Regions from separate parts of the Arabidopsis thaliana genome. Here region 1 is linked to region 2. The links are chromatin contacts, called in public capture Hi-C maps. All regions are on one chromosome and are shown on one strand. The core of a region is the stretch at or near the end of the contact, and the rest is flanking DNA. Distances in the headings are between cores, read along the strand shown. Region 1 holds the start of NRPD1A (nuclear RNA polymerase D1A). Region 2 holds the start of ANAC026 (NAC (No apical meristem) domain transcriptional regulator superfamily protein).

Region 1 (2,700 bases), core at 157-2,656, 140 kb before region 2:
ATTTAATTATCATTTTAGCACTTAAATTTAATCTCACAATAATTATCGTTTTTAGTTTTTTAATGCAAATGTTTAATAAAAATGTGAGTATTAATGTCTTGACCAATAATTTTTTTAGAAACTATATTGAACAAGGGTAAAGTAGAAAATTTAATTGTTTTTTTTTATTTTCACTGCAAAAAATCTTAAACGACAAATAATTTTAAACAAAACTATTTTAATAACTAACCACTAAACTAACTATATAACTGTTTTACAAACGAAAGCGTGAACTTCACGTAAACAAAAATTCAATTTCACGCCGCCGACAAAAAACCTTAAACGACAACTAATTTTAAATAGAAGGAGTATATTTTAGTAATAATTATATGTTAAACTGTTTTAATAAATAACCACTAAACTAACTATGTAACTGTTTTACAAACGAAAGCGTGAACTTCACGTAAACAAGAATCTAATTTCACGTCGCCGACAAGAAAAACTGATTTCACTTATATATCTTGATTTATTAATGGACATTCACATACTCTCAAATAAGATTCTAGATCTTATAAATTTTAATCTATTTTTGTCTCAATTAATTTAGTTATTTATCACATTTCGCCTCTTATAAAATTATATGATAATTGTCTAAGCAGCTAACTAATTGTAATTGTTTTTCAAACAAAAAATATATTTTAATTACACATAATTTTTTTATCGAACAAAAATATATTTTAACGAAATATAAATGTTTCGAATCAAAGATAACAAATTTATAGCCTCAACTATACGTAAAACAAAATTTTATTTTACATATCATACTTTGATTGATACTAACACAAACTTCACAAATAAATTCGTATAATTATGTAATTTTAGATTATTTAGAGATTATAACTAGTATTTAGAAAAATCGCAAAATCATATAAGAAAAGAAATGGAATTTGTTTTTGGTTCAAATTATATTTTTTTTTCCCGCTATTCATATTATAGTTATGAACCAAAAATCAAGCTAGAAATAAAAACCACTAGGATTTTTTTTTTTTGCTAAGATGAAAATTTAGTTATACACTTATTTTTATTTATTTAAATATTACATTAAACTAATAAAAAGTATTAATTATTCTAATAACTTTTTGTCAGTTTTAAAATTAGGCCAAAAGTAAAAAACTAATACAGCTAATATAATATACTTAAGGAAGGATATTTCAACTTTTTCTTTTCTTCCCAGTTTCAGAGTTTATACAAATAAGGTAAAATTCGCAGAAACAGAAAATCATAAAGTAATTAAAATAATACAACCGAGGAAGTAAAAAGATTTCCAAAAGGTAAAAGGTGTACTCGTAAAGTAGGTAAATAGAGGTACAGGTCAAGGGGTAGTTTCGGTATTTACACTCTTTCTTCTTCTTTTTTTTTTTTTTTTGGTGTCTCACATTCCAAAGTCCCCATTGGACTTAGAGAAGAGTTTTTTTTTCGTTTTCTCTGCTTTCTCACTTTTTCCCGTTTCCTTTGGGAATACAAACGGCGGCTTCTCAAAAGCCTCCGATTTCGATTTTTTTTTCCTCTCTTTTTTTTTGTTCTTTCTTTAGAGTCTCTTCTTCAACTTCTTCTCCGGCATCTTCCGTCGGAGCTAAGGATCAGAAGTTTTTGTCTGTGCACTGTTTCAATTGGATCATTACATAGTGAGGATTCTCTGTTCGACGAAACGAGTAAGTAACTACATTGTTGTTCTTCCTCAATTCTCTTCTGGTTTTTCTTTCGTTTTTTTTTTTAAAACCTTTTTCGGTAATTTTCTTTTTATCTCTTTGAAACAATTTGAGTTCTTTTTTTTTTTGATTGATCACTGTGTCTGATTCCTTATCACGGTTCTTTTGTTTAAATTTGATCGATCGTTGTCTTTGAACTCCGATTTTGTTTCTATGAACTTTGTTTACTTTGGATGATTGTGAAAAGTTAAGTACTTTGGTTTATGCATGTTCTTATGAGAAATCGATTTCTTTCGTTTAGAGATCATCTTAAGGCGGCGAATGTTTTTGCACTAAGGGTTTGTGTGAGTCCTTTAGAAGAACATTTGGAAAATTTGTCCTTTTTTTTTTTTGGTCAGTGAATTTTTTTTTTTTTAATCCATGAATAGTGTATGTTCAAAGATTGAACCTTTTTGTGTGTATGTTCTGCAGTTTTTTTTCTTTCTTCTTTTTCTGAACATGTATTCTCTTATTTTTTTGGGTTCATGCTAGATTCTATTAGTAAATTCAATTTCGAATCTATAACTTGTTTTTGATAGGCCAGTCACAGAGGAAGATTGTGGTAACACTTTTGTCCCTTAACAAAAGTGTCTGTTTCTCTTTGGTCAATTTTTTGATCAGAGAGAGTTTGCTTTGGTTTTTGTGTTCTGGTCAATGAAATGCTAAAGATTGGTTTTTGTTTCATATTCTGCTGCACATTAGATTTGATGATAGAGGGTACAGATAGAAACTGATCTTTTCGACGATTTATCCGTGAGTTTTAGCTCTGTTTTATGTTACAGAAGTAAGTGTTAATTTTCAATAATGTGTGTTCAAAGTTTGAACTATTTTGTGTGTTCGTCAAATATTTTTGAGCTAGAATCTTCTTCCCTGAACATGTTCTCTCTTTTCTTTGGATATATGCTAGATTCTAAGTGGCCACTCACAGAGATAGTTTGTGAAGTTGTCTGTTTCTCAGTGGTTAGTATTGGTC
Region 2 (2,700 bases), core at 168-2,667:
AGTGTAAAAACGAATACATGTTTTATATTTATTTTCATTTTTGATTTAGCGCCATTAACTCATGAACCTTTTTATTTGTATTATCAGTTCATCATATATAATACTATAATAGGTTGAGTTTTAGAAAACAACTGAAATTCTGTCACAAATGTCTAGATGAAGCTGATATTAGTTAGATTTTTTTATTTTTGTTGTTGTTGTTAATTTCCCTAGAACATTGGATGAAAGAATTTCGATAAAGATTTATACTCCCTCTGTTTCATATTAGTTGTAGTTTAAGGTTTTTTTCACACAAATTAAGAAGTCATAAAAATCTCATTTAATCTACCTCTTTTATATAAAAACATCATTTATTATAACCAATTCAACCAATAAAAAAATAGATGATTAAATATAATTGGTTAAAGAATACTAAATATATTTATTATTTGCATAGAAAGTTGAAAACAACACTTAAATTGAAAAAAAATAAAAACCCTTAAGCTACATTTATATAGAAACAGAGGGAGTATTGAGTTGCAATAGAGTATGGGGTGAATTAAAGTTGAAAATTTAAGCGTATGCAAAATTTGCTTTCACCTATGAAAATAAATTGAAACCTACTCTACTCTTTTAACAGAAGACAATTAATATTAATGATTTTTTTTTGTTAACATCTAATATTGATGATTTAAACTTTCAAATAAAATGTGTGTTGTTAATGTTGTTATATATGGGTCATAAATTTCACAAATAAGAACGGGAAAACGGGATGAGACCCACATGACCGAACAGCAAATTGTGAGATTAATGATCGAAGCCTATCTCACGCCAGACCATCAGCCGCCACGTCAACACATTCCAATTGTTGGCGGGCCCTTGATTCCATTAATAGTGGCTCCAATTCCACATCTGATTTTTTCATCTATATATATTATTTTGTTTCGTGTTTTTATGTTTTGTTTTGTTTTGTTTTATAATAATTTGGCTAAACTGGATGGTAATTAAGTCTCATGCAAAGTAAAAAGAACATACGAAAGTCTCAATATAGTTATGCGATGTTTATCGAGGATTCTTAGACACTCATGTTAACATTTAGACTACGAATTTGGACCGTAGAACATGACTGAGTTAAGTCTTACAGAAATCTATGAACTTACTTTTGAAGATGCCAAAGGACAAAATGTTCAAAGAGAATATGTGTCCCATATATATAACGGTATTTAAAAAAGAAAAAAGAAGATATTTTAAACTTTGGACCGTCTCCATCAAGGGCTGGTGGGTGGTAATGGATCGGAGGTTGCCGCTCTCTTTCTCTATCAAAATCTTGCTTTAGTACCAAAACCTTATTCGCCTCTCTTTTCTCCCGAAGCTTTTGCAACAATTTAAGTCTCTCTATCTCACTCGGGGTTATTAAAAGACATAGACTATGATTGAGAAGGACAGAGAGAGAGAGAGACAAAGTAGTATAGATTATTAGGACACGGTTGTACACTTTTTCATGTGTCTTCTTCTCTCTTTTTCTTATTCTTATTCATCATCATCACCGTCTGATCTTCTTTATTAACCCTACTCTCTTTCTCTTCTCCCATCCTCTCTCTCAATATCTCTGACTCTTGGGATCCGATCTCTTTCCGGTGGCTATACATCCCGATGATAACTGTCAAATCTTTTCCATATGCATAACATCTCCTTTTAGGGTTCTATCTATCTCTTTCTTTAGTTCTGATCGTACTTTATAGTGCATATCGTGAAGTATTCGATCTTTCCAAGTACAAGGGAAAGATTCAATAGAACCTAGCTAGTCACATACAATAACTCAATTCCGGAGCTTTTTGAAGGGGTTGAGTTGAATCAGCCTGTTTTTGAGTTTTTTTTTTTGAGGTATAGACCCTAACTTCCTTTGAAGATTCTACTCCATCTTTGATCCTCTTCTGTATCTCTATGTTTTTGGATATATTTACTATTTTTATTTTCTTGATAATTGTTGATTTTTTAAAATTATAATTAACATCATTATCCTACTCAATGTTGCTGATGGTACAAGCTAAGCAAAGTATAATCCTTAATAGACTCGATCGTGGTCTAGGTTTTTCCTTAAGATTTGTTTTTTTTCGATTGGTGATTATAGAATGATCCTATAGATATTTCTCATATTTTCCTTTGACTCTATTTACGGATACTTAAAATGCAATTATCAGTTAATCTAACATATTAATTTATGATTAGTTATACGGGAAATGGTTAATTGGAAACTAGTAGTGATATTTTATTTTATGTATCCTTATTCCATCTTCCAGAGTCCTTTGAATCTAAACTCATTTAATCGGCTTAAATCAACTATCTTTCTTTTTTTCTAAAGATGTATAGATATTTATAGGTTTCTTATTCCCACAAAATACTACACACATGAATGTCTTAAATGATACATATGTGTGTATAAATAAGTCGGAAAGATAACCCTAACTTGTGTCTGGCTAAGTAAAAGAAACGATGCAAATCAATGCTAGATCATATATAAAACAAAATCTTGAAAACGAAAAACTGTTTTTCTTAGTTTCATTGACATTTTTCTTTCTTATTAGTTTGCCGATGCACAGATTTTTTTTTTTCTTAAGTTGATAAATGAAATGAGTTTGTATAACAATTACTTTCATGATCCATAATATAATTAACAGTCGTTATTTCATATTATAAACAGGCTAATCTCGGAAAAACAAA

What was found. Capture Hi-C pulls out chosen DNA fragments and counts their contacts.
Region 1: a capture Hi-C map of seedling shows a contact between it and region 2, with 2.0 times the contacts expected there. A contact is called at or near these places in 1 of 26 Hi-C or Micro-C datasets (callus) and 1 of 3 other capture datasets (seedling).

The regions. Positions count from the first base shown.
Region 1 is chr1:23,361,295-23,363,994 of TAIR10.1, reverse strand. NRPD1A (nuclear RNA polymerase D1A) reads left to right here and starts at 1,406. Exons shown (of 19, transcript NM_001334061.1): 1 at 1,406-1,691.
Region 2 is chr1:23,217,926-23,220,625 of TAIR10.1, reverse strand. It overlaps ANAC026 (NAC (No apical meristem) domain transcriptional regulator superfamily protein), which reads left to right and starts at 1,417. Exons shown (of 4, transcript NM_001334050.1): 1 at 1,417-1,863; 2 at 2,681-2,700. It overlaps AT1G08553 (a long non-coding RNA gene), which reads left to right and starts at 1,233. Exons shown (of 1, transcript NR_139451.1): 1 at 1,233-1,564.